Regions from separate parts of the Mus musculus genome. Here all the other regions are linked to region 3. Evidence: chromatin contacts called from public Hi-C, HiCAR-type and HiChIP or PLAC-seq data. All regions are on one chromosome and are shown on one strand. Each heading gives the region's core, a stretch centred on a gene start, on an enhancer-like site or on the middle of the called end of the contact. The rest is flanking DNA. Distances are from core to core; before and after follow the strand shown. Region 1 overlaps Arhgap21 (Rho GTPase activating protein 21). Region 2 has its middle 42 kb from the start of Gm13375. Region 3 overlaps Gm39767 (a long non-coding RNA gene). Region 4 has its middle 63 kb from the start of Enkur. Region 5 holds the start of Pdss1 (prenyl (solanesyl) diphosphate synthase, subunit 1). Region 6 has its middle 29 kb from the start of Apbb1ip. Region 7 holds the start of Apbb1ip (amyloid beta (A4) precursor protein-binding, family B, member 1 interacting protein).

What was found. A called contact is a pair of places that touch in the nucleus more often than the background predicts. HiCAR-type assays count read pairs that join an accessible place to other places. HiChIP or PLAC-seq counts read pairs in DNA pulled down with a chosen protein or histone mark.
Region 1: a contact with region 3 is called in an H3K27ac HiChIP or PLAC-seq map of oligodendrocyte precursor cells, with 14 times the contacts expected there. The contact joins two enhancer-like sites. A contact is called at or near these places in 1 of 484 Hi-C or Micro-C datasets (embryonic fibroblasts) and 6 of 115 datasets of contacts at active chromatin or transcription factors (embryonic forebrain, embryonic stem cells, forebrain and 2 more).
Region 2: a Hi-C map of the N1E-115 cell line shows a contact between it and region 3, with 5 times the contacts expected there. The contact joins two enhancer-like sites. A contact is called at or near these places in 1 of 484 Hi-C or Micro-C datasets (the N1E-115 cell line) and 3 of 115 datasets of contacts at active chromatin or transcription factors (astrocytes, differentiating embryonic stem cells and stem cell-derived neural progenitor cells).
Region 4: a HiCAR-type map of astrocytes shows a contact between it and region 3, with 3 times the contacts expected there. The contact joins two enhancer-like sites. A contact is called at or near these places in 6 of 115 datasets of contacts at active chromatin or transcription factors (astrocytes, bone marrow-derived dendritic cells, embryonic midbrain and 2 more).
Region 5: an H3K4me3 HiChIP or PLAC-seq map of embryonic forebrain shows a contact between it and region 3, with 8 times the contacts expected there. The contact joins the promoter of Pdss1 here to the enhancer-like site in region 3. A contact is called at or near these places in 3 of 39 promoter capture datasets (the SN4741 cell line, cranial neural crest and second pharyngeal arch cranial neural crest), 11 of 115 datasets of contacts at active chromatin or transcription factors (astrocytes, craniofacial prominence, embryonic basal ganglia and 7 more) and 1 of 9 other capture datasets (adipose tissue).
Region 6: an H3K4me3 HiChIP or PLAC-seq map of embryonic basal ganglia shows a contact between it and region 3, with 6 times the contacts expected there. The contact joins two enhancer-like sites. A contact is called at or near these places in 10 of 115 datasets of contacts at active chromatin or transcription factors (bone marrow-derived macrophages, embryonic basal ganglia, embryonic forebrain and 6 more).
Region 7: a contact with region 3 is called in a HiCAR-type map of astrocytes, with 4 times the contacts expected there. The contact joins the promoter of Apbb1ip here to the enhancer-like site in region 3. A contact is called at or near these places in 5 of 39 promoter capture datasets (cranial neural crest, frontonasal cranial neural crest, maxillary cranial neural crest and 2 more) and 5 of 115 datasets of contacts at active chromatin or transcription factors (acute myeloid leukemia, astrocytes, bone marrow-derived macrophages and 2 more).

The regions. Positions count from the first base shown.
Region 1 is chr2:20,920,340-20,923,039 of GRCm38.p6, forward strand. The region is part of intron 1 of Arhgap21 (Rho GTPase activating protein 21); the gene reads right to left. Among named protein-coding and RNA genes, the nearest start is that of Arhgap21, 46 kb to the right of the region's middle. Within about 2 kb of position 1,407, at least 27 of the 459 cell types and tissues checked have an H3K27ac peak or open chromatin away from gene starts, as enhancers often do. A contact at or near this core is called in oligodendrocyte precursor cells and stem cell-derived neural progenitor cells, where this site is marked.
Region 2 is chr2:21,009,652-21,012,351 of GRCm38.p6, forward strand. No RefSeq gene overlaps it. Among named protein-coding and RNA genes, the nearest start is that of Gm13375, 42 kb to the left of the region's middle. RefSeq lists an enhancer at 1-2,591. Within about 2 kb of position 1,295, at least 60 of the 459 cell types and tissues checked have an H3K27ac peak or open chromatin away from gene starts, as enhancers often do. A contact at or near this core is called in the N1E-115 cell line and stem cell-derived neural progenitor cells, where this site is marked.
Region 3 is chr2:21,917,133-21,919,832 of GRCm38.p6, forward strand. Gm39767 (a long non-coding RNA gene) reads right to left here. Exons shown (of 6, transcript XR_866004.1): 4 at 1,829-1,942. Among named protein-coding and RNA genes, the nearest start is that of Gm39767, 46 kb to the right of the region's middle. Within about 2 kb of position 1,274, at least 113 of the 459 cell types and tissues checked have an H3K27ac peak or open chromatin away from gene starts, as enhancers often do. A contact at or near this core is called in the N1E-115 cell line, astrocytes, craniofacial prominence and 9 more, where this site is marked.
Region 4 is chr2:21,140,557-21,143,256 of GRCm38.p6, forward strand. No RefSeq gene overlaps it. Among named protein-coding and RNA genes, the nearest start is that of Enkur, 63 kb to the right of the region's middle. Within about 2 kb of position 1,350, at least 166 of the 459 cell types and tissues checked have an H3K27ac peak or open chromatin away from gene starts, as enhancers often do. A contact at or near this core is called in astrocytes and stem cell-derived neural progenitor cells, where this site is marked.
Region 5 is chr2:22,894,138-22,896,837 of GRCm38.p6, forward strand. It overlaps Pdss1 (prenyl (solanesyl) diphosphate synthase, subunit 1), which reads left to right and starts at 1,385. Exons shown (of 11, transcript NM_019501.3): 1 at 1,385-1,625. The coding sequence starts at 1,494.
Region 6 is chr2:22,743,490-22,746,189 of GRCm38.p6, forward strand. No RefSeq gene overlaps it. Among named protein-coding and RNA genes, the nearest start is that of Apbb1ip, 29 kb to the right of the region's middle. Within about 2 kb of position 1,377, at least 243 of the 459 cell types and tissues checked have an H3K27ac peak or open chromatin away from gene starts, as enhancers often do. A contact at or near this core is called in embryonic basal ganglia, embryonic limb bud, forebrain and 1 more, where this site is marked.
Region 7 is chr2:22,772,918-22,775,617 of GRCm38.p6, forward strand. Apbb1ip (amyloid beta (A4) precursor protein-binding, family B, member 1 interacting protein) reads left to right here and starts at 1,410. Exons shown (of 14, transcript NM_019456.2): 1 at 1,410-1,604.

The sequences.
Region 1 (2,700 bases), core at 157-2,656, 1.0 Mb before region 3:
ATTCATGCCAGCTCCAGAAGATCCTACATCTCTGGGGAACCTGCATCACTTGCACACACCCACACACAAACACACGTGTAAAAGACCAAACCTATCACCCAAAACAGCACTGAACTCTGAGATGACAAAATGTTTGCAACACTTAAAAACTAAAGGTTTAACTCTAAACACAGCTGAGCCCTGAAAGAATACCTATATACATGGAACACATTCATGGTTTAGAGATTTAGTGTTGTTTTTTTACACATATTTATCTACAGACTTAGATCTGAATAATGACTCAAAGTAATCCCAATCAAGATCAAAAAACATTTTTGCATGAAAATACAGTTTCTAAAAGTCACCTTATCTGCTAAGAATCCAACTCTGAAGGACAAATTCCATAGACTCATGCTCTTTTTTCTAAAATAAGAAACCAGATTTCATAAAAATCCCTTGTTTGAAACATGTAAGAAAATAAAGACAATTTTTTCAAAGGAGAAAGTATCTGTAAATAAAATCTCATCATGGACTAATAAGTGGAACATAAAAATTATGACTCTAAAAATTCAATAATTAAAAAAAAAAATGGGCAAGCCTGGCAGTGGTGGTGCACACCTTTAATCCCAGTACTTGGGAGGCAGAGGCAGGCAGATTTCTGAGTTCGAGACCAGCCTGTTCTACAGAGTGAGTTCCAGGACAGCCAGGGCTATACAGAGAAACCCTCTCTCAAAAAACAAACAAACAACAACAACAAAAAGAATACAAGATTCTACAGACTCTGCCTTGGCATTTCACTTTCCAGGTTAAGAGAGGGAGAGAAACACGAGGCAATGACTGAGCAGCAGCCCCAGCTCCCTTTGCAGATTTGTAAGGGTGATGGTGCAGATCCAATGGCCAGTTTGGGAATGTGCTTATCAGCTTTGCAGTTTGGCAACTGTGATTCTCAGTCTTGTCCATTGCTCTTCAGTTCAAGAGTTTAACTAGCACAGTTACCTCCTAGTTACACTTCCAGGTTCCCCAGCCCTCTAAAAAACCCAAGCCCAAGAAAGGAAGACTAACTACCAGTTTCTAATATACAAAGTCTCCACAAGTGACTTCAGAATTTTTCACTCAAAACACTAAAAACAAGGGGAGAAAGGCTTAGCTGGTCATCTAAGATCTGGCTCCTTCTTCTGCTAATCTCTGACCACATTTTTTTCCAGAGTTCTTATTTGCTTTGATGTCCTTTCCTGACTGCAGTTGACACATAAGCATGTCAAAACAGTGTGATTTAAGAATATCAAGAAAAATAAAACTGAAAATAGAATTGGAGAAGATGCTGTATTACAGGACATTTTCAGAGAAAGGAACAGAAAGTGTCATTAAACACTGTTCCCACTGTCATGTCAGTGTGGCACTGCAGGTGCATGAGCAATAGGCTCTTGTGATGCTAATTTGCATCTCTAATGGCTAATGATAAAGAGCACCTCCTTAGCGTATTTAGTTGCCCTGTTAAATGATTTTCACCAACAAAAGACCCTCTGAGTTTTACTGTAAGTGAACTCTTTTCATGTTACACACAAGCATGCGGAGGCCAACTCTAAAATGATTTATCCCTGAGAGTGGACAGCTATAATCTGAACAAAATCCCAGTACTCGAGGTGGGAGAGGAGGCTGATGCAGGAAGACAGTATGAAGCCATCCTGGGATACACAGCAAGCCCATAGCTCAGGAAACTTTCAAAACCAAAGGTCTCCCAACTCCAAGGCTAGGGGAAGTTCTGTGTGTCTCTCACCTTTTCTATCTTGTAATCTGTGTGTATAGCCTTAGGTATTGCCTAGCATCTTTTAAGATTTCACTTTCCTTTAGGACTCTAATTTTAACACTTAAAAACCGAATTGTACATTAAATTCAAGTCTAGATTATTCTTTTGATAGACTCATACTCCCAGATATATTCATGTTTTCAATCACACAGGAACCTCTCCTGGATCATGGCTCCATCCTCTTAAGATTCTGGTCCTGTTACAGCTTCTTCACCACTCTTTACACAAAAGAAAAGATACTTTGGTCCTCCACGAGCTGATTTTTTTTCAGAGCACATAACTCAGTCCTTTCAATTTTTCCATCCACCCAGAAGACATCCAAGCCCTTCTAGTCTCTGACCTTTCCCCTGTAGGAAAGAAGGGAAGGTTACATTTTCATTGGCCTGTTTACAAAGAGGGGATAAAAGAAACATACAGGAGTCCTGCTCTCACTTGCACATACCCACAGAGCCTTTGATCTTCTGATTTAGTAACAAGGACCAACTGTGGGCCTTGAGTGAAGAAGACAGCACTCACAGATCCCTCCCTCCCTCAAGTTACAAGGCTCCCCAGCACATCTCACTTCCCAGCCAAGAGCACCCATTTACTTCTTAGTGAAGGAAGGAAGGCAGCTGCTGGATAACAGATTAAATTCCTGTGGCCTAAGGGCTGCCACTCCATTCCCTCAAAAAATTTTATAACAAGGTCATTTGATTGAACAATAGCTCAAAGTTAAAAGAAACCAAGGGAAAGGGTAGCAAATCGCTCTAAAAATTGGATACAATAACTAGAGAAAGCAAAGTAAAGCAGGTGAGATACCAGTGTAAGGGTGGGTGAACCACTGGAGCATAAATCAAGAAAAGCAATCTTTTTTAAAAAAGAGCATTGAAACACCAGCATGATCAGAATAGTGGGAAAGTTCTAAAGGATTGTGA
Region 2 (2,700 bases), core at 45-2,544, 910 kb before region 3:
CCAATCTACCCTCTCTCACACGGGATCATTGGTTACCACCACTAAAATGAGAGAGCAAGGTAAACATAAGTTGAAAGAAAAAGGTGTGAAATGTCCTCTGAGTAAGGAGCAAGGAGAGATTGGGCCTCGGAAGGTTCTGCAGCAGCAGCTCTGGATCCCGTTTTTTGTTTTTTTTTTTTAGGGTCAAGCGCTCAGCATTTTGATCTACTGGGAAGAAAGAAGGCTCGCTGCACTTCTTAGTGACTGTGTAGGGGAGGGGTCGCTGGTGAGCTAATTTTCAAAGAGAGGACCCGTTCCTTTGTCACCCATCTGCTGCTCTGAATCCTGTGTTTGTGTTGCCGACAACTGTAAGGGAAGTGTTTCATTTAACTTATAATTGTTCATATCCCACCGACTTCCAAAGATCAATGCCAGACATGGAAGAGAGGCGTCAATTTTTTTTTAAACATACACAAGATTCTTATCTAAATGACTTGCTTTTGCTGATATGTGTGTTTAAAAATCACGGAGCTAATATAACTGCAACTCAGGAGGGTCAGACTGCTGTCTTGTCTCTAAAATTCAAATATTTGGATGGGACACAGAGGTCTGACTGGTGCCAAGGACATGCTGATTCGAGACAGAGGGGCTCAGATACCAGAGTCCCAATCCCATCCCGACTGTCGCAGGGATGGTCGGTTTAATCTCTTTCATCTTTCTCTTGGATTCCAAAGACACAATTATTTTGAACCCACATGAGGAGCTGGTAGTGTGCAGTCTGCTCCCCTAGCGTGGTTGGCGGCTGGGCCCAGAGATCCCTGCGGACTCTTTGTTTGGTGAGCACAGGATTCTCTCCGGCCAGCTGAAGGCCTTTTCTTTGTGTCCTGATTGACAGACATGAATTAAATATCACCCCACTGGGCTCTCTGATTGGTGAATGATGACGTACCACAAGAATGGCTTGGGAAAATGGAGTTTCATGATAGGGGGCACAAGACCAGAGAGACAGGGCTTTTCCAGCTAATCCTGAACTTGACAAAATAGCCTAGACCTTGATTCTGAGCTTTTTTTTTTTTTTTTTTTTTTTTAATTTTGGCTGGTTCTGCTTTGTTCTGGCTCTTGAAATGGTTGATCCTGGAATGGCCTAAGAGAGGAGGGAAGCCAAAGGAAGTGAAAATTTCAGAGAGAGAAAAGGATTGCTTTCTTTGATTGACTGCTGGGTTCTGCAGATGTGCCTTCCGGTTCTGTGCTCAGCCAGGGTGGGTCTGGCATTGTCCCTGAGGCTCCCCCGCCCCAATTTATCAGCCGTGCAATTAGTATTCCCAAGGGCAGTTGTCTGTGTTACAAAGTCCACGCTGCTCTCAGCACACCCTGCACAGCCCTAGGCAGACACAGCTCTGCACACACAATGCTCTGGCTTCGAACAGGGAGAAACACTGGGCGAGAATGCTTAGGATGAAATGGGAGGGGAAAGAAAGCCGATGCAGAATTGTATGAGGTGCCGCTTGCATGAGGCTGCCTAGAAGCAGAGAATGGGCATGTGAGGAGCCGAGCGAGTGTATTTATTGTTCAGTCTGAGAGCCAGTAAAGGCTTTAGGAGTGTGCAAAATAACATGGCTTAGCTGACTCCACTGATGGTCCCTCCACCCTCTACGCCTGAAACAACAACAACAACAACAACAACAACAACAACAACAACAACAACAAAAACAAACCAAAAAGGAATCTGAGGTAGGAGGGTTACTTAAGGCCCAGAGTTTGAGACCAACCTGGGTAACAAAGCAAGAAGATCTTATCTCTGAAACAAAACAAAAAAGATGAAAAGATGTGAAGAGTATAAATGATGGCTGGACAAATCCTGAGGACATAGGTATAATTAATCCCTACAATTTACAGGGAAAAAAATATGCCATGTGTTAGAAGCACACGCTTGAAATCCTATCACTAGCGAGCCTGAGACAAGCAGGGCCCTGAAGCTCCCTGGCCAGCCAGCCTCACCTACTTGATGGTCTCTAGTCCAGTGAGAGTTCTTGCCCCATTGATACCTGAGGTTATTCTCTAGCCTCCATACGTGTGGATCTGTGCATGTTGTTATGTGTACATATGTGCACATGTACCTTCCCCACAGTATACTTACAAACTTCAGTTGAGAGCTGTCAGCTCAATTTTATGGTTTGTGAACGATATTTTCTATTACATCTAACAAGTACTTAGATGGGAAGTCAGGCCGAGTTCCTCTGTCTGCCAGACAGATGATACTGATAGAAGACAACACAGCGGGCAAATCACTTGCCCAGATGTCAACAACTACTGCTGCTTTTTAGCCTTGAAGTACGATGCAAAAATTCTTCCCCCAACTGGAGAACAAGGGATAGGTATTTAAGTGAACACTTGAACAGTAAAGAAGATGGTTCCTGTAAAAGGTTTGCTTAGCTGGGTAAGGAGCAGCATCTTAATAGGTCTAGAAGGGCAGTGTCAGTACAAGTTTGGGGATAAGGGAGCGGCTCATAACCCTCAACTAGAACCACTTATAGGGCTTTGCTCAGATGAATGAGATGTTGTCCAGGGAAGAGCAGAAAGTGTAATCCACGCGGAGGAGTCACAGGCAAACAGGGTATGGCAGACTGAGATGCACACAAGTCACACACCACCAGAATTTTGAGGTCAGCTGACAAGACAGGTCAAAATCTTGAAAAAAGAAATTTAGTCAGTATCTTGGGG
Region 3 (2,700 bases), core at 24-2,523:
CATGCTGCAGCGTTAAAAGCTGTCCTTCCCCTCTACCCCCTCATTCTTACTCCCCCAATTCCCACCCCCCTCTACCCCCCTCAGCTAGCAAGGAATACCTGTTTTATTAGGCGAAGGAAATTCATGTGAAATAAACCATTCAAAGCTATCGGAGTTTGGTGTCGTGTACAATACATGACCTGAGGTTTGTATGCACATAAAAACTGTTCGGTAGTGGGCTATTTTTCTTTTGAAATTTGCCACTTTGTATGGTGACCTTTTCCTTAGGTGACAGTTGGAGGAACTTTTAGTTCTAAATGTAGTGATTAGGTTGTGAAGTTGGCATATCAAAATTATAATATTGGATTTCTATTTTTAAGTGACTGTAAAAAGACTCTATTCCAACAAGAGGCGAAACAAATTGGCATTCTTTATAAAATAAATGTGGGTTGTAATGACCTTCCTTGACAGAACAAAATGTGGATGAAGGAGATGGGGGAGAGGCTGTTAGAACGTGAGGACGCAAGAGTAATGTTCAGTCAATTTGGGAGATTCTGAAAGACAAGGAGGCATCTGCATCTTCCCCCCCCCCCCACCCGCCCACCGACCCGACGCATGGATTTTAGGATCTCTCTATCTCCAGGAGGTCTGAAGACATCACCAAAACACTGAGGGCCTAGGAGTGGAAACAGAACACAACAAATAACCTTGTATTTAGTAGCTAATGAGTTGGAGCAAAATGCTGTAGGTACTTTCTACAGTATCTTGTTTTCTCAGCTCAGTTGTTTGCAATTTTATCTGCAAAGAATAAGATTTTCCAGCAGGTGGCAGCAGACATCTTTTAAGAAAGAAAAATTATTTAGATTACATTAAATGGAGAAAGAGCAAAGGCAGGGGGTGAGGAGGGGTGGGAGGGTGAGGGATGGAAGAGTGGAGGGAGCGGCAAAGAGAGAAAGCGCAAGACAGTGGAGCAGTGGACTCTAGAAAACACCGCTCTTCTCTTCTCAGAGGAAAGCGGAGTGCATGCCACTTACACCATCTCCTGTTTCGTGTCCTTGTTGGGAGGAATTGCTTATATGAGGTGTTACATGAATGGCACATGCCGAAGATATGGCGGTTGAGGTGGGGTGGCGGAGGTTGGAGCACAGAGAGCCAGCCCTGATTCTAATACCCTGGGAACGCATGGACTAGCTGCAGACACTGGTCCCTTCTGGCTTCCCCCTCTGACCTGCTTTCAAAGACACCCACTTCCCTGTTCCTCCAGGCTATTCTGTATGCAGGAAGCATCCCAGTCTGGCTCCTGGCTCCAAAACTGGACACCCCCGCCCGCTTCCCCAGGCAGCCAATTTAGCCTGCTTGTCCTCCTTGCCTTTCTGGGTTGGCGGTTGCCATGGCAACCTCCAAGGCTCTTCGGGCTTTCTTACTGACTGACCAGGCCTGGAAAACCGTTTTGGAATCGACAGTGCTGTATTTGTGGGGAATTTTAATGAAAGAGCAGCCTGACCTAGCTTCAGTGTTGCACTGTGGAAAATGGCAGGGGCGTGAGGGGCTGCTGAACTGTAAGGGGCAGCAGCTGCCAGAAAGATGGACCGCTTGGGAGAGACTAGAGAGAGAGAGCAATGCCCTTTGTTATTGCTTCATCTTCAGGAAGAAGGGGTCCTTGTCACAACTAGTGGAGCAATTCCCCAACACAGTAGGGGCATTTAAAGACACCCGAGCAAAGGCAGTTCTTTCTCTAGGTTTTAATAAAGGTGTAAACTTAAGCTTATTTTCATTCATGAAACAAAACAAGCATTTCCACAGGTAAATGTGGGGGAAATGGCTCTGACAATTTAGACTTGAAGCTTACCTCTGTTGCACATTTTGATTTTTCCAATTTCCAAACGTTCTGAGACAGGCAGCCTCTTCGGCACTCTCAGTGAATCCCCCTCTTCCTTCAACACAGCCTGGCCTCACCAGTTTGCTTCAGAAGACAAAAATACAGCAACAATGATGGGATGCCACTTTTACAATGAGGTGCAACTAAAAAGTGGGTTTTAAATTTTGTGTCTCCCAATACCCTGTCACTAGAATCCCTGACTGCCACTCCATGAGGACAGTCAGGCAGCTATGATAGTACCCACATGACAAGAATTGAAGAGAGGCTCTGATCCCAGTTTTGCCTCAGGATGACCCAGTTTTTCTGCTGGTGGCTTCACTTCTCTCTAATGAGGGAACAAAAGCCAGAGGCTCCGGCTGAGCTACAGCTGGAACCTCAATCCACAGAAAATAAATTGTCATCTCAAGCCAGCACATTCCGGGAGTCTCAGTTAAACAGAAATAGGTATCTAATAGAGTCATTTGTGTGGGTTTCCATGTTTTGGACTGTTGGGAGTATGTGTTCTTAGGATCTCTCTGGTTGTGTACTTAATTCCAGGCTTATCACTCACATCTCTAAGAAGCAGGAGGCAGGTCACCAACCCTCAAGTTTCAGTTTCCTCATCATGTAAGTTGATACAGTGTCCCTCGTTATCTGTGAGAGATTCTCCCATGATCCTCCTATGATATGCAAATGCATGGGTGCCCAAGTACCTTACATAGATGGCATTGTATTTGAATATAAGATGTGAACATTTACACACAGGCTTTAAATCACCTCCACAACTGCTTATAATAGTCAATATAATGGAAATGCCACATAAGTAGATACACTACAATATTGTTTAGGGAATAGTGATAAGA
Region 4 (2,700 bases), core at 100-2,599, 780 kb before region 3:
TCCCTTGTTTATATCTCCCTTGTTTTTATATCTCCCTTGTTTTTATATCTCCCTTGTTTTTATATCTCCCTTGTTTTTATATCTCCCTTGTTTTTATATCTCCCTTGTTTTTATATCTCCCTTGTTTTTATATCTCCCCCGAACCCTGGGCCTCTCACTCTTTTATACTCTCAGTTCCCATCCACGCACAGCAGGCCACGCCCCCTCGCCAGTCACGAGGCTTCAGCTAATCAGGGCAGCAGGGGCAAATCTCCACCAAATTGGATTCACCTGTATCCTGGTACACCTGCGCAGCACTCAAGATGTTTGTGTCTTATATGAGGAAGTCAGGTGCAAGTCATATGACTTAGCTACAGTCCCTGGCACCTTTGGGACTGCCGCCACACCCGCTCCCCACATAGGAGCGGAACCTGGAACTCCTTGAGGAAAGGTAGGTTCCCGATGTTTAACTAAGACCTGTTCAACCTGAACAGTTCTATTTAACCGAGAGGCGTTTCCTTCTGAACCCACTCGTTCTAAATCAATCCATAAACACATCCAATCATTTCCATAAACAGATTAGCTGTGAATTACATGCTGGGCTCTGGAAAGAGGATCTTAATGGCAAACCAGCCTCACCCACCACCTTCACACCTTTTCATTCCAATCCTGGAGTCATAACCACCATCTGCTAGAGCTTAATTTCAAGATTATGGGAGGTGGGTACCCTCCGGTTGACACCTGAATGATCCCCCGAATTGCAGAGGTTTGGATCTGGCCCCACCTTCCATCTTGACACACTGCTGGGTTTTTCTCGCATATCAAGTGAAGGCAGAGGGCACTCTGGCTGCTGGCTTCTGCAGAGTCGCGCTCCACATTCTAAGTTCCAATTGTATTCACTTGCGTTACTTTGCATTTTGGTTGCCCTGAAGAGTTAGTTCTCTGCCGTTTTGAAAACAAAACTCATTGAAGTGCTAATAGGCAGTGCAGAATGGTCTCTCGAGCTGCATGCTGGGGTCTTCCTACACCCGGACTCACAGGCCAGACTCCTTGTGGCTAGCCGAAGTGGGGACTCGGTAGGAGGCAGGCTTCCGGGCCAAAAACCCAGGAGAGAGTGGGAAGGGAGGAGTTACTGGGAACTCTGGATGAAGGAGTGATTTTAGTAGGGTTTTCGTGAGATGGGGTGGAGAGAGGAGGCTTGGATGCGAAGAAGCCAGCGATCTCCGCCCGCAGGAGGAACAAAGCCTTGGCCGTTCTCACCCCAACGCAATTCAGCTAAAGGGGTGGGAGGTGGAAGTGAAGGGGTGCAACGAAGGGAGGAGAGGGGAGGGGCGCGAGCTAAGGGAGCCCGAATCCAGAGTTCGCATTTACCACGACGCCTCGCCTAGAGTCTGGCGCCTTCTCACTGCTCCCGGCCACGTCTCTCGCGGGGAACGCTGGACAGACAGACGCCCGGAGGATGCGTGGGCGTGGGCGGGGGGGTGGGGTGGGGGAGAATGTGGCTGGGCCCGCCCCGCCCCCAGCCTGCGGGCGGGAAAGCTGGGACTAGAGTCGAGCCTCATTCCCAAAGCGGCGCGGGAGCAGCTGTGGAGCAGCGCCTGATGCACCTGAGCGCGCTCCGGGGAGCGTCCCTGGCTTACCGCCCCCCAACCCCCGCCTGCCCCTTTGCCGACTCTGCAGCCCGCGGGGATATGGGACAGGCCTGCGATTCGTTCAGGAGAAAAAGCAGTCCCCTGTTATTTGCCTTCTCAAAGCCCATCGCTGCAGCCCCCAGGCCAGCAATCTCCAAGACTCCTCCCTGCCAGATTTTAAATGCACATTTGTCCCAAGTCAATGCATTAAAAAGAGTCAGTGCAGTGCGTTCTCGAGCATTGGAAGTGGGCCGGAGTATCCCGGAGGACTTCAGAGCTTGGCGTCCTGCCAGGAGTTGGAAAGCTCCACGATCCGAGCCGGCATTTCCTCTGACCAAACCCTAGTGATCCGATGGGTCCAGGGCAGGGACATTTTACAAAATACTGTATCAGATTTACCACTTGACTCTAATTGTCTCAGGTTGTAGCTAAAGGCAATTATTCTACTCTGATTAGGAAGCCTTGTTTTATGAATCTGTTGTTAAACCAACCCCTAATTCCAGCTTTCTAATAGCCCAGCGCCCTGGTTCTTTGTTCTTTCCTCTAAGGTCCTGCTTTCTGGTTATATATCCTTGGTCTCCCATATCATGCCAGAGCCTGCACTCAGCACACTTTGGGTTTAAAGGCCTCACATTAGTTCTCTTGACTATGTCTTCTCCAAAAGATTTTTGCTAGGATAGTGTGTAGTTCAGTGATAGAGCATTTGCCTAGGATGTGAAAAGCCACGGGGTTTCTAAACATAGCAACACACACACACTCACCCACACACACTAGCTTCTTCACTCTTTGGCTAAGATCAAGTGCACACACTGGCAAGAGGAATGCTGGTTGTGTTGCTCTGAAGGGAAAATAGTTACCTATCAATCCATGTTGCCCTAAGTTGGAATAATTGTGTAATAATATTGTACTTATGTTTGGTGGATCAGCCATGCTCAGCACTTTAGCTGTTAATCTCTAAGGACCAGAACTGTGGAAGAAGAGGAGTGTAAGGTGTAGGCTCCCTGACATTAGTCCTTGTGTTTGGTGCCTGGCTGTATCAATGGGTAATGTTCTCTTGCACACAGGTAAATAGTTTCACTCAGAATCATTT
Region 5 (2,700 bases), core at 135-2,634, 980 kb after region 3:
GTAATGAGGGTCTAACCTGGGACTTGACTATACTAGGAACGTGCTCTTTTGCTTATACCACAACCCACTACAACTTCTTTTTAAGAGCCAGGGCTTTTGTTTTAATCTGGATAATTTTTACATTAAAAAATGCCCAGCAGAATTGTGGATTGCTATCCTTCTCCCTGTGGGTTATTCCTGTTGCCCTACCTGCAAAGGAAGATTACCAATAACAATATACCACAGGTCATAACATTGTCAAAAGAACATGAAAGTATTTATTGCTACACTTATCTAGGCAAAGCCTACCTATTTGATTATTTCATTCACTCATTCATTAAGTAATTTGTGGTGTTGGGATGGAACCCAGGATGTTGTGCATGCTAGGAAAACACCCAACCACTCAGTCAAAACCCTAAACAGCAAACGTTTTATTTTGACAAGTTTCATACATGTATAACCTCCATTTTTAACATAGAAACCTAATAAGAAAATAATGAGCTCAACTTTAGGGTTAACCCTCTTTAAGTGTGTTGCAAACAAGAAAAAAAATTATGATTCAGAAAATTACAGCTGGTTTATTTCTTCCTAGGAGGGAGACTGGGAGGAGAGGGGGGTCGAGATGTAAAATGAATTAATGAATGAATGGGAAAAAAAACATCAACATGGGAAGGCAGTAAACTTCTTCAGTCTCCCCAGCGCTTGCCTCTCATTGCCTCCACCTAAGATTATGGCGTAAGATTATTACGAGCATGTATAATCATTTGATGAAAGTGTTATAAAAATGCTGTTTCAACTTCGGAATAAATCCGACATGCGACAGGCAAAATGAACAAATGAAACAACGACAATAAAAACATTTTCTTGAGCATCCTGAGCTGCACTGTATGCATTAGCAAATAGAGTTGGAAATGGGGACGCAGGTCGGTAATCTCAGCAGCAATAGGCTGAGGCAGGATGGTCAATTTGAACCCAATCTGGTCTATACAAAGCCAATCTGGTCTACACGGCGAGATAAGATAACGAAAAAAAATTAATTTTGCGTAGTTCATTACATCCAAGGGTTGGTCTCCCATATCCAGACATGAACAAAACCGCTAAACTATGCATGTATACATCTCTAAGGCTTTCAGGATAGAGTCCAAAAGCTAAGAGATAAGGTCAACTTAGCTTCTGTTACACAATAACCCACAGCGTAGACTAATTAGAGGAAGTTGGCACGTCCACTCGGAGCTTGGCATTGCGAAAACAATGGCCTCAGGGTTAGCAGGTACCGGAACCAGATTTCTGCACGCTTTGTCCCGCGTAGGACAACAGTTCGGACGCACATTTCTGGATAAAAGCGGACGCGGCTCCCGACTAGAGCCAGTGGCTCCGAGGAGGGTTGAAGAGGACAGGCGACCGGGTGGGGAACAGGGTGCGGCTTCGCGCTTCCGGTGCCCAGCTTCCGGCTCCGGGTTTGGGCTTGGGGCAGAGGCGGAGCTACGGCCCGCCGCGACTTTCAGACTTGAACCATGGCTATGCGCTGGTCGTGCTGGCGGCGTGGCTGCTCCTGGAGGCCGACCGCGGTCGGGAGCCCGCGGCGGGAACGACCTGGCTGTGTGGAGCCTCTCGGAACACGTGCCGCCTCGGACACCCGCGCGCAGGTGAGGCCGGGACGCGCGCGCTGTCCGCGGCGTAGAGGTCACCATGCCAATGACAGCCGGCGATCCAATGAATGGGAGGATGCGCACGTGCGCCGGGGCCTGCAGTCCCCACTGGGTGGGACACCCGGGAAGTGGGACTAGTCGCGGGGCCAGAAGTGCGGAGCTGCTGATCGGGCATCCAGAAGACATTGGGGTTGAGGTAGAGGGAGCGGCGGAGCGCAGCCCTGTTAAGCCGGGGCTACCCGGGTGTGTCGAGAGGACAACCAGAGCCAAAGGGACCTCTGCTTTCACTTTCCTAGCAATTTCGGGTTTCGGATCCAGTTAGCCTCAAAATTCGGAAAGGGTGTTGTAGCGACGCAAAGTGATGCTAGCCAGGGTGGACTTCAGTGCTGCAGGTGCTTACAAGAGAACGCACGCCTGAAAGGCGCTGGAAGGACACTAGAAGGAGAAGAGCCGAAGGGTGTCATGAGAGACCTATGACTTCTTTGAAGTAAAATCATTATCTAATTAGTAATTGCGGATTCTTAAAACTGTCTCCTACTGCGTTTGATTACAAATTCATTTTCTTTTGGTTTTTAGCCCTGTAAATGACTCTCGCTTCTGTGTGAGTTGGGTCAGTCCGTGCCGTGCTTTACCTGGCAGTATCTGCAGACTGACTTTTGAAGTTAGTGTTTTTTTCACTTTGGGTTTTGGAGACCTTTCCGGCCACCGAGTAATTGTATAAGTAATTCATCTTTCATTTTAAAAATAATCACCCACCTCTTAAATTTTAGTACTATTTGGTACATTTCATATGTCAGTGTACTTATCAAACTCTATACTAGGAGGAGATGTGTAACATTTATAAATATGTGGCTTGTACTAAACAAGATGCATAAAACGGATTATCCAAAAAAGAATTTGGAGAGAAAATGCAAGCTGCTCTAAATAGAAAGAATAACAAATAAGAGAAAGAGAGCATGTAGGAAGAATCTTAGAGGAAGATAGGCTTTGTAGGGATCCATTTTGATACTGCAAGCTAGACTTTAGAGGGTTTGGGGTTTTATCTCTATAGAAAGGAAGGAAGGAAGGAAGG
Region 6 (2,700 bases), core at 127-2,626, 830 kb after region 3:
ACTGGTCTACAGAGTGAGTTCCAGGACAACCAGAGCTACACAGAGAAACCCTGTCTCAAAAAAACCCAAAAACCCCTGTCTCGAAAAAACAAAAACAAAAACAATAACAAACAAAAAATTAGAAATACAAAGCCAGATTCTGCCTTAGAAATCCTTGAGGTAGCAGAGCGGGGTTGGGTGAGAGTGAGTGAGTGAGTGAGTGAGTGAGTGGAGCCTTCCCTTTCTGATAGGGTGTGTTATCAACTCCATTACCATTTCCAAAGGGCTACATAGTGCTGGAGCAATGTGGACAGGAAAACAAGTAGTTCATAGAGAGAAAGACACAGATGTGCTGGTCCCTACCCCCACAAGGAGATGGCTGCGTGGGGGTGGGGAGTAGGGGGAGGTGTTGAGGGAGAATTTAGGTAGCTTAGACAAATAAATAACTGGAAACTTCATTTATTTATTTATTTATTTATTTATTTATTTATTTATTTATTTATTTAATTGAGTGTATGGTGGAAGAGTGAAAATGGGTCGGGAGGGAGGGAGGGAGGGAGGGAGGGAGGGAGGGAGGGAGGTCTTCCCAAGCTGGGATGACCCATGCCTTGGGAAGGAAGGCTGCCAGTCGTTCCAAACAAATGGATTAGTGTGTAGTCACTCCCAGTGCTTTATCCAAAAGACTTTGGTCTGGCCTCCCATTTTATTCTCAAAGGGCAGTCTGGGAACCCTGCACAGATACAAAAGGAAAACATGTCAGGTCCAGTCAAGTATGCACTGGGGACAGTCCGTCCCGCCACCAGGTCCCCTCCCCGTGAGAGGGAGAGAGGCGATGGGGGCGGGGGGGTGTGTGGGAGAGGGGTCTTGCCGTGGGAGGGGCGGCCCAGCCCCCCACCCCGTTGAAGTGTGGGGGGGGGGGGGCGAAGCGGGGCGACGGGTTTCTAGGGTATCTGGCTTCCTCTGCCCCCGGATTAGGCGAACGCTGCTGCGGCGGAGAGGGGCGGGGTGGTTCCGCGCCACAGCTGAAGCGGCCCCACCCCACCCCACCCGCGCCCCGCCAGCCACCTTCCACCCGGGCCTTCCCCAGGTGTCCAAAGCCAGAGCTGGTCTCGGGGAAGTGCGCCTGGCAACCGCAGGTTTCTTGCTGGCCCCATCCCCTGCCCCGCCCAAGACCCTCCCCCCTCTGGGGGTGGGGAGAGTGAGGCGGGGAAGCGGGGACAGCGGCTGCGGGATGCGGGGTGGGGGGATCGGCGGGAGGGTTGAGGGACCGGGAGGAACGGGGAGTGGGAAAGATCCGCTGGGACCACCGGCTCGCCGGGCGTGCCACCAGGTTGAATCCTCCGGAAGGACTGCGCAGACCCCACCGGTTTACCTCTTAAAGGTTTCACGCCCTCTTGAACTCTCTCTTCAAAGTTCTTTTCAACTTTCCCTTACGGTACTTGTTGAATATCGGTCTCCGGCCCGTATTTAGCCTTAGATGGAGTTTACCACCCGCTTTGGGCTGCATCGCCAAGCAACCCGATTCAAGAAAGACCCGGGCCAAAAAAAGGCCCGGCCTGGAGCAGCGTATGCTACATTTGCCTCACAGCGCTGTGCGCTGTGCGGTGGATTCCTGGTTAATTTCTTTTCCTCCCCTGGCTAATATGCTTAAATTCAGCCATATCTGATCAGAGGTCGAGGTCGAGGTCAGAAAGGACAAGAGGGCGTGAGGCCTCGGGAAGAAGAGTGGAGAGCTGAGCTGGGAGCGCCCCCCCCCCCCACACACACACACACACACAAGACCCACCAAAACAGGTCCGTGTTTGGCATTGCCCCAGGCACCTTCTACTTAGTAGGAAACCCTTGATAATTTCATTTACAACTCAATTTCATTTATAACTCAAGTACAACTCACTTTTGCTTACTCAATCACTTTTCTTCTTTCATGTATGCAAAAGACACTCAAATTATATGCAACAAATCAAAATAGGGAAATTCTCTTCTTCTCTTTTCTTTCTTCTTTCTCTTTCTTTCTTCCTTTCTTCCTTCCTTTCTTTCTTTCTTTCTTTCTTTCTTTCTTTCTTTCTTTCTTTTTCTAACCCCAGCCACATACTCTACCATTAAGTTATAGCTCTATCCAGACCTACAATGTTAATAGTCTTAATTTCTTGGATTCACTGTTTCATAATTTCCAAAGCCAGAGCTGATATTTGCAGATGTGAAGCAAGACAGTACCTGCTCTGAATAGCTGACTTCCATTCTGACCAATCAGTACCTATACACTAATGGCACTGAATATCCTTGTATTTCTATGGGCTTTTGCGGGGATGGAGGGACCTGTATGCAGGTCAGAGAACAACGTGCAGGAGTCAGTTCTCTCCTTCTACTGTGTGGGTTCCAGAAAGTTAACTCAGGTCATCAGGCTTGGTGAAGCATCCTTACCCACTGGGCCACCTCATCAGTCCTAATATTTTATCACATTTGTCTACGATGGCTTAAATTCTTTCTAAACTGCATTTAAACCCTCCCAAAAAAATAAAACAATGCGGTACAGTTTAAACATATTGAGGGACAGATGGTTGTGAAGTTGAAACCCCGCTCCTTTTAAACATCTGGTGTCACTTCAGTGAAAGTGAAGGTCATATTCACTCATTGCTTCCTAAATTTATCAGGCCACCTCCTATGTCAGGTTAACCTTGATATAAAAACTACTTAATCATTTCTCTACATATCTGAACATGA
Region 7 (2,700 bases), core at 160-2,659, 860 kb after region 3:
ATTACTTTATACCGTCACCTTTTATTCTTTCTCAGCATGTTGACTATGCAGTGTATTAGCTGTTTTCTGTGGAGTAGGGTGTGCCATCCAGCAAAGCAGCAATCCTTTCTGTTACTGCTGTTTATGTTCTTCTTAGACAAACTATATATAGTCTCCCATTGAGTACTGGAACTATCTGAAATTAATTATATGTCTAATTTATATCTTCATGTCTCCACCATTTTGCCTTACAGTGAACCCTTAAAGACACAGCTGTGTAGAGGAAGAGAAATTAACTCAATCATCATTTAAAATCATAATTGATTTTAGTGGCTGTATTTTCAGATCTCCCTAAACACTTTCTCTCAGAGTGAGTCCCAGTCAATCTTGTGATATACAAGCTATGAACAAACAAAATCATAAGAACAAAACCAGAAAGTGATCTTGGTGGCACATGAGAGGCAGGAGGATCTCTATATGTTCGAAGCCAGCCTGATATACATTGTAAGTTCGAGGACAGCCAGTGTGACAATTACACTCTGACTTTAAAAAATAAAGATGTTGGAGGGACCACAGCCCATCATCAGAGTAGTCTCCACTGAGAACAGACACCTGCTGAGCCCTTCCTTTACCTCCACCCAGGGAAAGATCTACTCTGGCACAAAGGCCATCACACTGCACCACTTCTCTGTCCACCCTAACTGGAACGTCCCCTTCTGGGCTGGTCCAGGAAGTCTTAGACAATGGCAGATTGAGGAAGTGCAGCGAGGGTTGAGGTAAAGACATAGAAGGCTGTTGCAAAATAAGCTGGCCCCTTTACCCTTTGTGGAACTTAATAGATTGGGATTGATCCACACGATGTGAAAATAAACGGAAGACAGGCCTCAACAGAAGCAGAGGGTCCTTTTATTAAAACAGTGAAAGGAGGCAGTCTTGGGGGAAGTGGAGGCTGCGCAGATGCTCAGGGAGCTTGACGGTTTTGTGGGGCAGAAAAGGGAACTTACATCTGTTCCGCTCAAGTCTCAAAATTGTAACCAACGTAGGTTGATATTTAGATCTCCTTGGGAACTAACTGCCTGCAGGTGTTACTGACTGGTGAACTCTCTTGTAGGGAGTTTCTCAGCTAATCTGAGACTTTTAGTCCTGAGCACCCCTTGAGCACTAACCCTTCAGACTAGCATCTGGGCGTTAGTCTCAGACTCTTACAAAGAACACAAGACCCACACAGATGAGAGAAGGCTTTCTCTGACCTTAGGGCAGGAAGTGTTTTCTTCCAGGGGTGGACAGGGTTTGGAAAAAACAACCCGAACTTGCTAAACTTGCGGAGCCCTTTAGGCGGGGCTTGGTGTCTGTCTATTCTCCTCCAGGGCTTTGCTAGCTAGCACCTCCGTGCAAAGCCGAGAGTCTGCGCCGCCGGGTGGGCAGGGCTCAAAGCACTTCCTCCTCCCTGAGCCCACGTCCTCGCCTCGAGGCCGGTCCAGCCCAGAGGCGCCAACCACTCATCTCTGCTCATTCCGGTGCACTTAGGCTCAACCCGGCCCATCTCTGGCTCAGCCCCGCGCATCTCTGCACAGCCTCCTCGCATCTCTGCAAGCCCCCCTCGCACCCTCCTCCCAGCAGTCAAGGTAAGCGGCACCCTAGTCCTGCGCACGGGTTTGGGGTACTCAGGCTGCCACACTGCGTGTCCTATGGGGGTGGGGGAGACAACAGTTGTGGCACAGGTCCACGCACCGGCCACGTGAACACGCCCCCCCCCCCTTCCCCTGGCAGCCAGGAAGCTTCAGGTCCCCTGGGCACCTCTTGTGCTCTTGACCTGTGGCTCCCTCTTCTCCCCACTGCGTTTTGTTTTAACAGATTTTCTGCTTAAGAAATGTTACCAGGTCTCAGGGACCCCACATTAAATTGAGCTAATCTTGAAACAAAACATCCCCTGAGGCATTTTAGGGCACCTCACATTAAGTGGTAGTCTGAGGAGACTCATTTGAGAGTCAGAGGACACATAGCTCAAAGTGTTTCCCTTCATTTAAAACTTTAACTGCAGTTCTGCTTTTTGAAGCCTGTCTTTCCCTCTCAGTCTCCTTTTCTTTGTAAAAAATGTGGTAAGGATAAGTTTGAATACCAGACAAGGGTTTCCTAATTTAGTTTGGAGTGAAGATTCAGAAAATGCTTTATATATTGAAAGACAAGAATGCTCTTGTATACCACCACCACCACCACCACCACTGCCACCACCACCGCTAGAACCCCCAGTACAGGCCCCTCGCTCGGACTTTATCACGTGTACCTCTTCATTCCCCTTGGCGATGTATTTCTCAGCTTTCATACCAAGGTGCAGAGTGACATGTGCTCTCCTAGAGCGTCTCAGCATCTCTGTTCAAAGAGTAGTTTTGTGATGGGAACGCCGAGTAAAGGGGAAAACTGAGCAGACAAGAGGCTGTGGGTTTATCCTCCATACCGGCAGTGATATGGTGTGAACAAAAGCAAGTGCGCCAATCTGGGACTCCAAACTGAAACTTCAGAAAAGAAACTTTGGCTTTCATACTAAACCGAGGGTTTTGCCTTCTGGGCCTCCCTAAAATGGGAGCACGTGGGCCTGAAGAGGAATGCTGGCTAGCAAGATAGCAGAAGATAAGAAAAAGAGTCGCTTGTACCCAATGTCCTTCCAGGTGGTGTCTCCTGTCTGATCAGTGAACTCAGAGTCTAGCAAATGTAATGTCATCT